Linked DNA regions of Zea mays: all the other regions are linked to region 2. The links are chromatin contacts, called in public Hi-C maps. All regions are on one chromosome and are shown on one strand. The core of a region is the stretch at or near the end of the contact, and the rest is flanking DNA. Distances in the headings are between cores, read along the strand shown.

Region 1 (3,943 bases), core at 29-2,528, 130 kb before region 2:
GCTTTATGGTATTTTTTTAGCATCTTAACAACATCAAACGGACAGAATTCAAAACTAAAGCTTTGTAAATCTCCTCGTAGGCTTCAGCTTTGATACACAAAGTATATTTATCCGACGCCATACAGCAGGTAAGGTACGATTTTCTAAGGCAATAAACCGGGTACACGTACGACTAATATGTTGCTCAAACTTCAGACTATTTTTTTTAGAACCATATCAAGTAACAAAACTCAAAATTATGAATTTGTAGATTTCATCGATTATTGCTATAACTGATTTTCGTATATAAGTATTTACCTAACGCAATACAAAAAGATATGTGTTTCTTTTTCTGGGATGACACTAGCTAGTACACGAACAGTATACTGCTGAAACTTTTAACAATTTGTAAATAACAGAAGTCCAAACTAGCTAGAAAGTTACCTTATCGAGAGGTACAAATTTTGTATATAATAAAAATCATCTTCAACAAAGGTTGTATAAAAAAAGGTCTTAAGTGGTGTCTTGCCGTTGCGACGTGGGTTTTACGTGCCAGATTCAAGCAGACGCTTCACAGCGGATCGGATAAGTATCCATTTAAACCTAGACAAGACCTGTTACAAATTTATAAAGCAAAAAAAAAGCGTTTGGAGTTTTTAGACTAGAGATGGGGTGGGGGTGGGGGGGGGGGGGGGGGGTGGGGGGGGGCGGCAACTCCGTCGCAGCAAGCAGGATGCAGTCGACAGGTCATGCGAACGGGGCCCATCGGGCATACGTATCTGGTTGCAAAGCCCAGGTCGCGATCCCTACTGGCGTTTTCGGTTTTCCCATGCAATGCGATTGCCCACCGGCGACCGAAGGGTTGAGCGAGTTTTACTCCTCCCAAAGCCGAAGCCACTCCGTAATAATCAGCCGAGCGACCCCGATCGCACGGCTCACGGCTGCGTGTATACGCAAGCGGTCTCTCTGAGATGTGGGTCGTGAGCCAGCCCTGGCCCCGCACGTCGGCGACACGCCCGGCCTGGACATCAAGTGGTACTGGACCGACCGATGTCACTGGCTCGTACGTTGCCCAAACTTGAGTGTTATACAAAAGATAGGGCGGCTGATACGGGGTTAGGTAGCTAGGCCGACTGGCCTGGCCGTGGAGGCTCATTTCTACCGCCTCGTGCCGGATTCCGGCACGCGACTCCAGCTTTTTGGTTGTGTCGTCGCGGCGAACGCGATCGCCGGACGAACTCTCATGCCCCGGCTCACATCCTTATAAATTGCCTCCCCCCCTGCATGCCTCTTGGTATATCCATCTCACTAGCTAAGCCAGCAGCCACAGCGCCACAGGCAGAGCAACCACACGCTCTTCGATCCGTCATTAGCCAGCGCCTCGATCTCCTTCGATTCAATCGTTTGACATTGATATGGCGTTCGCTGAGGTATGTGTTTGTGCGTAGTGCATATATATACCAGATTATCTGTATGGTTCTCTTAGTCACAAGGTACTAGGATTAATTACGGTGTCGAGTCTAATTGGGTTCTGTCACGTATATATATATAATCCGCAGCAGCAGTGGTAGCTTGCTCACCAGCCGCGCGAAAACCTTAGCTTATTTGAAACCTACAACAACTTGGTGTGAATTTTCTGGACAAAAGATGTGTCCTGGGCGCACTCATGTTCAAGGCAGCTGTCACTGGCTTGCCATGGCTTTAAAGCCAAGCATCCAGGCAGCCCAGTACGATCGAGTACTTAGGAGATGTCTTACGTGCAGTTCCTGAACTGTCGTCCGACCCATGGCCATTGACAAGCCTCCCACATCCAACTGCTGTCATGATATGATGTTCTCGACAGCACACACAGGCAGCTCTTCCATCTCTCCGACACGCACGCACCGAGCACACCACATGTGTCTAACTGTCTATGGCTCTTTTGCCTAAACGGCGCGCGCAGGAGGAGACGACGAGGTACCTCGGCACGAACCTCATCGAGAGCTGCGGCGACTCGGAGGACGGGCTCGCCGGCTGGGCTCCGTCCGGCTCGTGCACGCTCTCCGCGCACGCCGACGAGGACGCGTCTCTTCCTTCGCTGGCAGCCGCATTGTCCGCCGCCGCCGGCGGCGACGACGAAGGCGACGACTCTGACGAGGACGAATTCCAGCAGCGCGCGCCGAGGCCCAGCGGCCGGTACGTCCTGGCCGCGCGCCGCGCGAGCGACAAGGACGGGCTCTGCCGCGCGGTCTCGCGCGCCCCGATCAGGCCCAACGTAACGTACCGGGTGGCCGGGTGGGTCGGCCTGGGCGCCGCCGTGGACGGCTCCCACGCCGTTCACGTCGAGGTCCGCGTCGACGGTGGTGGCCGCCCGGTCGGTGGCGGCGTGGCTGTGGTCGAGTCGGGGAAGTGGGGCCAGATCAAGGGCTCGTTCCGTGTCGACTGCGATGAGCCACCGCGCCACGCCAAGGTCTACGTCCACGGGCCGCCGGCCGGGGTGGACCTCAAGGTCACGACGGATCTGCAGGTGTGCGCGGTGAACAAGATTCCGAGGCTCAGGCACCTCAGGAAGAAGGCCGACAAGGTAGGCCAACGATGATGATGATGATGATGATGTTCAAATTTTCCATAAACTGATTATTAAGTACGGTCGAAACTGCAACTGTACGTAGGTGCGCAAGCGTGACGTGGTCCTCAAGGTGAGCCGGCGGACGGACGTCGACGACGACGACACGACGGCGAGCGTCGCCGGGGCGCACATCCAGGTGGTCCAGGTCCAGAACAGCGTCCCCATCGGCAGCTGCATCACCAAGGCGGGCATGCAGAACCCGGAGTACGTGGACTTCTTCACCAAGCACTTCGACTGGGCCGTGCTCGAGAACGAGCTCAAGTGGTACTACACGGAGGCCGTGCGGGGGCAGGTGAGCTACGCCGACGCCGACGAGCTCATCGACTTCTGCGACCGCCACGGCAAGCCCGTGCGCGGGCACTGCATCTTCTGGGCCGTGGAGAACTCGGTGCAGCCGTGGGTCCGCGCGCTCAGCGCCGACCAGCTCCGGGCGGCCGTGGAGGCCCGGCTGCGGGGCCTCGTGTCGCGCTACGCAGGCCGGTTCCCGCACTACGAGGTCAACAACGAGATGCTCCACGGGGCATTCTACCAGCAGCGCCTCGGCGACGACATCAACGCGCACATGTTCCGGGAGACGGCGCAGATCGACCCGGCGCCGGCGCTGTTCGTCAACGACTACAACGTGGAGAGCGCCAACGACCCCAACGCCACGCCGGAGAAGTACGTGGCGCTGGTCACGGACCTGCAGAGGCGGGGCGCGCCCGTGGGCGGGATCGGCGTCCAGGGCCACGTCACGCACCCCGTCGGGGACATCATCTGCGACGCGCTGGACAAGCTCGCCGTCACGGGGCTGCCCATCTGGATCACGGAGCTGGACGTGTCGGCCGCCGACGAGTCCGTGCGCGCCGACGACCTGGAGATCGTGCTGCGGGAGGCGTTCGCGCACCCGGCCGTCGAGGGCATCATGCTCTGGGGCTTCATGCAGGGCCACATGTGGCGCTCCCACGGCCAGCTCGTCAACGCCGACGGCAAGTACACCCAGGCAGGCAACATGTTCGCGGGCCTCCGCCGGGAGTGGACGTCGCACGCGCGGGGGAAGGTGGACAGCATCGGCAACTTCAAGTTCAGAGGGTTCCACGGCACGTACCAGGTGCTGCTTACGACGCCCGCCGGAGAGGTGAAGAAGCGGACGTTCGACGTACACAAGGGGGATGCGCCGCTCGTGCTGGACATGGATTTCTAGCTTTCCATTACATCGTACACATTGGTCACCCACCGGTTATTACAGTTACGACAAGGATTAGTACGATCTAGAACTTATATATTTGTGTACAAATTATGTGTGGTATATTGGGATTGGTGTGATGCTTAGACATTATAGTAGTGAAGAAAAAATAAGAATCTTTAGTCCCGGAT
Region 2 (4,096 bases), core at 1,104-3,603:
GATAGACAGACAGACCGACCGACGCTGATCGTGGACATATAACCGCGTAGCAGTATTTTGTTAATGTACATCCTATTGCTGGAACTGGAACCTTGCAAGTGATCTTCACCTGGGTCACTTGTTTATCTTGTTCGGGACCACTGGGTTAACCTGGCATGTGGAACGCTTGGCCAGTCCACTGGTAGCCGAAGCTGCTGTTGGCTTGGGGAACGGGGACCACGTCGTCGACGGGGAAGTCCATCTCCGCGGCGTTCGGGAACCAGAGCGGCGGTGTGTCCACCAGCGCCGGCACCGCGTCTGCAAGTCGCGCACCACCCGTGCACAGGATGTTAGAACAGCTGCAGGGGAATCACAAGGCGGAAGAACCCCTAACGGTATGGAGGGTAATCGGACACTTACTCTGCAGCAGTGGGACGTCGCTGGCGGCGTGGCCATGGACCATGAAGGGTTCGGCCTCCTGGAGGCTGTGGCGGTGCTCGTACGCGTCCTGCAGCATCTGCTGCACCACCATCTGCCGGGACCGGAAACAGAGTACGTACGTGTCAGAGAACAAGCGAAATCCATGGAGCTCTGGCGCTCTGCCCCTTCTTTTCTGTTCGGAGACGGTGGACGACTCACCGTCTGGCCTCTGTTCAGCTGGTGCAGCGGCCACTCCGCGCCGCCGATGTCGACCCTCACGACGTTGAAGACGGAGTCCACGTAGATGGTGCCGTGGGGCGTGCTGTGCGCGTACACCTTGTCGTCGGTGGCGCAGGTCCTGGCGTGGTTCGTCGTCGCCTCCCACATGCGGTCGGTCATGCCGTCGCCCAGAATCTGGACCCCCGCACAGAAACAGGGCAGCCTATCAGCACGGAGGACGAAACGAAATGGAGACCAAGCTAACGTTCTGGGAGAGAGCGCAAACTCACCGCGCGCAACTCGTCGGGCTTCACCATCAGCATCCTGACGAACTCCTGCACGGTGCCGACGTTGCTGCGCCTGAGCTTCCTGTGGAACGCGCCTTCCTTGCCGATCTTCTCCAGCCTCCAGACGTCGTCGGCGAGGACGGGCGGGTAGTGCTTGCGGTACAGCTCGCCGCGGTGGTCCCGGACGATGAAGGCCTCGGTCATGGCCTCCTGGACGCGGGCGCCGTCCCAGGCGCCGGGCACCACGCGGGCGGCGATGCGGAACTTGCGGCAGCGGACCCAGGACGAGTTGTCCGTGAACTGGAGCTCGCCCACCGTGGCGCGCCCGTCCCTCAGGGCCAGGCTCACGTCGCCGGTCAGGAGCGGGCGCTTCCCCGCGCGCTCCTTCACGACGTTCCTCTGGAACTCGTCGTCGGACCAGTCCTCGCGCCCGTCCTGCGGGAAGTCGCCGTACACCGGGACCAGCTCGACGCGCAGCGCCTGCGGGAGCGCGGCCGGCGAGCCCGTGTCCGCGTCCACCAGGATCACCTCCAGCGGGTTCCCGGCCTCGTCCTCGATCTTGCTGCCCGTGAAGATGGGCAGCTGCGGCGGGGTCCGGAACGCCAGCCTCCACGCCGCCCGCTCCGCCGGCAGCCTCTCGATGTAGCGCGGGCTCTGCATCAGCGTCAGCCCTGCATGGAGCTCCTCTTTCACCTGAACGAAACGTTGGCCCGAAACAGAGCAGCGATCTTCAGGAATCAGGATGCCTGCTTGCTTGGTGGCTTGACTCGCAAGAAGAAATGGGAGCGAATAGAGCTGTCGCTTACCACTCGGCGGAGGAGAGGCTCCAGACACCTGAACAGGCTCTGCATGTGCTTCTGCATCATGGCCTCCCGGATCACCCTGGAATTCGACGCCAATAGCCAGTCAGTGAAGCTCCAGCTGGGAAGAAAGAAAGAAAGAAAGAAAGCAGGCGGCTCCCGTACGTCGAGAAGGACGGCAGGCGGCGCATGCGCTTGTCATTGGGCTGGTCCCCGTCCTGCTCGTACCCGTTGTACAGACGCTTCGCCGCCATTGCTGCGCTTGCTATCGCAGGGATGATCAATCGTTCACGGTTTCTTGTGCGCCAAGGTCTCGAAGTATTTTCAGCAGAGTGATTGGCTGGGCTAGCTGCTCGAATAGTAGTAGGAGTAGGATGATTTGGGTGAGTTGGTGTGGTTTGGGCAGAGTTGCACGGCAGCGCCCGCCATTCCCTTATATAGGCATAAGCAGGTAGCCGCAATGTGTGCCGGGGCGGCGCTCGCACAGTGTGCTCGCGGGAAGAGGAAGGTGAGAGGAAGGTGCCAGGAAGGTGGGAGGAACCGAGGAAGAGCTCCCGATGACGTCATCTTCCGATGTCATAGACTGAGGAAGTGAGGAGAGCGAGGTGAGAGAGACTCGCTCCGTCGCTCGCTCTCGCTCCGCCATGTCGTCTCGTGTCGTGTCGAGCTGGTTCTGATTTTTGATGCGGCTGAAATCGCTCGCCCCGCCGGCCGGTTGATCACAAAAGCAGCTGCTGTTCTTTCGGCTTTCGGTCGAAGGTGCATCAGCGGCCGGAATAATTCTGTTAGTCTGCTGCTGTGTTAACACAAAAATCAATCAAGCTCGGGAAATAAGGTACAGTTAGTAGTAAAGTAGTAATATTTTTTTTTTACAATCGGCTTCACGAGCAAATCTTTACTGGAAGAGCTGAAGCTATTTAAAAAAACATTTGATGAAACGATGGTCATAGTTCTCATTTTTAGATAATCATTGTCGGTGTTTGGACCGCGGGACCTTAACCAACCAGTAAATATACCGTGTGGTCGACTCTAGATGGTGTGCGAGGAGACACAAGCGATTATCATGGTTCGGGCTACTCAAGGTCCTACTTCCAGCAGAGAGGATGTAGCTTATATTACTCGCACCGTGGTACCTGTAGTAGGGGTTTATAAGCACAGCGGGAGAGAGAAAATCCTCAAGTCTCTAGAGATGATTGAGGTAAGTGCCAATATCTAAGACAGAGTGGAGGAGTGAGTGTTCGTCTATGTGTGTCGATGTGTGGATGTCGATCCCCCCGTCTGTGGAGGGACCACTGCCCTATTTAACACCAAGGGGAGCGTCCTTGGTGAAGCCGGGTCTTCTATTCGAAAGAGAGATGCCTGGCATCCGACGTGACGGCGAATCTGTGCAGTTGGTCCGTGCTTGCTGACTTCCCGTGGAGAGCCGAGGCCGAGGCCAAGGGGTCGTCCGTACGCCCATGCCGTAGTGGTTGTAACAGCGTCGGGGTATGGACCAAAAGGCAGCTTATGGGGTGCGTCATCATCCTGGCGCGTGATGATGTCGAGATTCCCTGCTGCACTCATCGAGATCAGAGCCCCTGCTTTGTTTTGATGCGGAAGTTTTCTGAGGCGTTAGCCGAGTTGTCCCTCGATGTGCGCTACAGTCGGGCGGAGTGGCCGCCTGTGGGATTCGTGGCGCAGTTGGTGGCCGAGGCCGAGCTCGGGCGAGACGGAGAATGTGCTCGAAGGCTAGACCCTGGGTCGGGCGAGGCGGAGAGGTTGCACCCGTGGGCTAGATCCCACTTCGGGCGAGGCGAAGAGATTGTGCCCGAAGGCCCGTCCGCTCGGCTTGTCGTATAGGCGTCCCATCATAGGGCGTCAGGCGGAGTGCGTGCACTGTTATGTAGACGTAATCATGTCGCTGTGACGGACGTGATCGTTGTCTTGTCCGCCACTATGCTTCGCTGCCATAGCATGGGTTGACATACGCATTAAATGCGCCTGTTCCCTGCCTGTGTTCGAGCGCCTTTGTCCCATCTGCCTGAGGCTGACTCGGGCGAGACGGACTGAGCTGAGGCGACCTCGGGCGAGGCGGAGTGAGCGGCGTCGACTTCGGGCGAGGCGGAGCCCTGCTCGAGGTGGGAGACTCTCGGGGAGATGTCTCGGTTTTTTATAGGTGGCTCGGCTGTCACCCCTCGGGAGTTTTAGTCCTTATTTCTCTAGGTGCGTTTGTTAGGGGATAATTCAGGTGTCCCTAATTATTGCCCCCGACAATCATCCTTCCGGCCTTACCCTCACACGTAAAGTATGGCCAACATAACAAAAACCATCGAACTGAATTCACCATGAAACAAAACAAAATAGGAGAAATAAAACAGACTTTAACAACATCTAAACAACAGTGATTCTATT
Region 3 (3,617 bases), core at 28-2,527, 180 kb after region 2:
CAGCTCAGGTCCTCGAGGAACACCATCTTCCCTCGCTCGAACGTCGAGCCACCGGCCGCCGCCGCGACCACCCCGGCGGCGCCGTAGGGGCTCGAGGAGTACACTATCTTCTCCCCCTGCTGGAGTCGCCGGGCGCTTCGCCGGCCGGAGAGGCGCGGCCAGAAGTAGCAGAACAGGAGCCCGGCCACGAGCCCCACCACGGCGAAGTCCCCCGCCACAATTGCCACCACGGCGGCGCGGCTCATCTTCCCCTTGACGCCGCTCGCCGCCTCGGCGCCCGCTGGCTTACCCGAAGGCGAGGACGCCACCATGGCAGAAGCCGGAGGGCAGTCCCCTGCCGCAGACGCGTTCACCGCCGCCGACGCGTTCGGCTGAGGCGCCTCGTCCTTGCAGGGCGGGAGCGGCGCGCTGCACAGGCCGACGTTCCCGCCGAAGGCCGCGGCCGGGAACGACGCCATCGCCGCCGGAATCCTCCCGGACATGAGATTGTTGGAGACGTTCAGCTCCTGCAGCCTCGGCAGCGCAATGGCGTCAACCCCGCCGCTGAGCCGGTTGGAGTCCAGCCTCAGGGTGAGCAGCCTGTCGAGCCGGCTGAGCTCGGGCGGCACGGCGCCGGACAGCTTGTTGGACGACAGGTCGAGCCGGTACAGGCGGTACAGCGCCCCCAGCGACGGCGGAATCGCGCCGGACAGCTCGTTCCCCGCGAGGAACAGCAGCTTGAGCCCCGCGAGCGGCGAGAGGTCGGGGATTTCGCCCGAGAAACCGTTGCCCTTGAGGCTGAGCACGCGGAGGCCGTCCAGCCTCGCGAGCGCCGGCAGCGCGGCGGCGCCGGAGAGGCCGAGGCCCTCGAGCACCAGCCTCGTGACGCGGCCGCCGGCGCAGGTGACACCGCGCCACGCCCCGGCGCACGGCGCCGGGTTCGCGGACACGTTCCAGGTCGCCAGCGCGGCGCCGGACGGGTCCGCGACGAGCCTGAAATCCGACAGAGCCGCGACGTCGGCATCCAGAGAGCCGGCATTGGCGAAGGAACGCAGCAGCAGCAGCAGCAGCAGCGGTGGCAGGAGGAGCAGCAGAGCAGTGCTGCCGTTGGGAGGCATGCTCGCTTCTTTTTGTGGTTTTCTTGGGGGCTCGCGGTTGGCTCGCGCCCGCGCGCTGGTCGCGCTGCTCGCTCCGGTGCAAGTAGGAAATGGACAGCGGCGAGAGAGACGGAGGCACGGTGGGTTGGTTCTTGTCTGTCTGGTGCTCGTCGCACGGACAGTGGCTGCCCTTGTCGCTGGAGCCTTTTGCCCTCCCGTCTTTGTACTGCTTTTATTTTATCTACTGAGCACGGGAGCAGGGAACAGTGAAGCCGCTGCGATCGTGGCCCCACCACATGGGTGCGGTGGCGAACGGCGAGCTTCCCTACCTAGCCGCTTGCAGAGGACTGGAGTGCAGGAGCGACGCAGGACCAAGGCGATGGGAGCGGTCGGATGACGCCTGGGCTCCACACTACCGTTGTTCGGCGTCCTGGCACGTCGTTGTCGCGGTGGGACTTTACTACTCCAGTGGCCTCGGGATGCGTGGTAGCCGACCGCGTGCTGGAGACGATCGTGCGCAATCCGGTGATCATTATGGCGCCAAGAAGTTGCGTTCCCGCGCGCGGTAGAAGTTGGTAGCGCTATGCTCTACTGCTCTCGGACTAAACTTTAAGCGCACCGGCTCACAACATATGGGACGAGATACTTTCCATAAAAATAGGTTCCTCTTAATGCCGGCGTTTTACATAAATAGTATAGAAAAAAAATAAGGAGACTTCATTTAATAAGAGAAAAAGAACAAGACTGAGCAAAAATCCCACTTTGCTAAAAGACTTCAGATCTGTTTGGTTTTTTAGTCTAGGGACTAAAGTTTAGTTAGGAGACTAAAATTTTGTCTCTACCTATTTAGTTTTAAGGACTAAAACTATTCAAAACACATTAGATGAATCATAAGAGTTGTCGAGGACCATAATTAGGGGTACTGTCGGGGACCATAATTAGGGGTACCCTCAAGGCTCCTAATTCTCAGCTGGTAACCCCATCAGCACAAAGCTGCAAAGGCCTGATGGGTGCGATTAAGTCAGGGATCAGTCCATTCGAGGGACACGATCACGCCTCGCCCGAGCCTAGCCTCGGACAAGGGCAGCCGACCCCGGAGGATTTCCGTCTCGCCCGAGGCCCCCCTTCAGCGGCGAACAAATTCCCGGCTCGCCCGAGGCCCTGCCTTCGCTAAGAAGCAACCCTGACCGAATCGCCGCACCGACCGACCAAGTCGCAGGGGCATTTAATGCAAAGGTGGCCTGACACCCTTATCCTGACGCGCGCCCCCCAGCCGACAGAGCCGAAGTGACCGTCGTCACTTCGCCGCTCCACTGACCGGCCTGACAGAAGGACAGCGCCGCCTGCGCCACTCCGACTGCGGTGCCACTTGACAGAGTGAGACTGACAGGCAGTCAGGCCCGGCCGAAGGCTCCATAGGAAGCTCCGCCTCACCCGACCCCAGGGCTCGGACTCGGGCTAAGTCCCGGAAGACGGCGAACTCCGCTCCGCCCGACCCAGGGCTCGGACTCGGGCTAAGTCCCGGAAGACGACGAACTCCGCTCCCCCCGACCCAGGGCTCGGACTCGGGCTAAGTCCCGGAAGACGACGAACTCCGCCCGACCCAGGGCTCGGACTCGGGCTAAGTCCCAGAAGACGACGATCTCCGCCTCGCCCGACCCAGGGCTCGGACTTGGGCTCGGCCCCAGAAGACGACGAACTCCGCTTCGCCCGACCCAGGGCTCGGACTCCGCCCCGGCACCAGCCGGCAATCTCCGCCTCGCCCGACCCGGGGGCTCGGACTCGACCTCGGCTTCGGAGGAGCTTCCACATCATCCAACCTAGGGCGCAGACCAGCCACGTCAGCAGGAGGCGCCATCATCACCCTACCCCGAGCTGACTCGGGCCGCAGGGAACAAGACCGGCGTCCCATCTGGCTCGCTCCGCCAGATAGGCAATGATGGCGCCCCGCATGCTCTGTGACGACGGCGGCTCTCAGCCCCCTTACGGAAGCAAGAGGACGTCAGCAAGGACTCAACCGCTCCGACAGCTGTCCCTCCGCCAAGCTCCATCGCTCCTCCGACGGCCACGACATCACACCAGCTGGGTGCCAAGATCTCTCCGGCTGCCACAACGGCATGTACCTAGGGCGCTAGCTCTCCTCCGCTAGACACGTAGCACTCTGCTACACCCCCCATTGTACACCTGGATCCTCTCCTTGCGCCTATAAAAGGGAGGACCAGGGCCCTCTTAGAGAGGGTTGGCCGCGCGGGGACGAGGACGAGAACAGGCGCTCGCTGGAGGCCGCTCGCTCCCTCTCCCGCGTGGACGCTTGTAACCCCCTACTGCAAGCGCACCCGACCTGGGCGTGGGACGAACACGAAGGCCGCGGGATTCCCACCTCTCTCACGCCGGTCTCCGGCCGCCTCGCTCTCCCCCCTTCGCGCTCGCCCTCGCGCTCGACCCATCTGGGCTGGGGCACGCGGCGACATTCACTCGTCGGCCTAGGGACCCCCCGGTCTCGAAACGCCGACAGGTACCCTCAAGGCTCCTAAATCTCAG

Evidence for each region. Hi-C and Micro-C count contacts between places; a contact is called where the count stands out from the background.
Region 1: a Hi-C map of ear shows a contact between it and region 2, with 2.7 times the contacts expected there. The contact joins the promoter of LOC100281198 here to the promoter of LOC103649824 in region 2. A contact is called at or near these places in 3 of 25 Hi-C or Micro-C datasets (ear and tassel).
Region 3: a Hi-C map of leaf mesophyll shows a contact between it and region 2, with 2.8 times the contacts expected there. The contact joins the promoter of LOC103649825 here to the promoter of LOC103649824 in region 2. A contact is called at or near these places in 2 of 25 Hi-C or Micro-C datasets (leaf and leaf mesophyll).

What each region holds. Positions count from the first base shown.
Region 1 is chr3:21,308,645-21,312,587 of Zm-B73-REFERENCE-NAM-5.0, forward strand. LOC100281198 (endo-1,4-beta-xylanase) reads left to right here and starts at 1,279. Exons shown (of 3, transcript NM_001372494.1): 1 at 1,279-1,409; 2 at 1,922-2,542; 3 at 2,631-3,943. The coding sequence starts at 1,395. The coding sequence ends at 3,770.
Region 2 is chr3:21,436,189-21,440,284 of Zm-B73-REFERENCE-NAM-5.0, forward strand. It overlaps LOC103649824 (Protein SAR DEFICIENT 1), which reads right to left and starts at 2,354. Exons shown (of 6, transcript XM_008675528.4): 1 at 1,871-2,354; 2 at 1,712-1,787; 3 at 909-1,598; 4 at 619-813; 5 at 400-511; 6 at 1-297. The coding sequence starts at 1,959. The coding sequence ends at 146.
Region 3 is chr3:21,620,596-21,624,212 of Zm-B73-REFERENCE-NAM-5.0, forward strand. LOC103649825 (probable leucine-rich repeat receptor-like protein kinase At1g68400) reads right to left here and starts at 1,278. Exons shown (of 2, transcript XM_008675529.4): 1 at 1-1,278. The coding sequence starts at 1,097.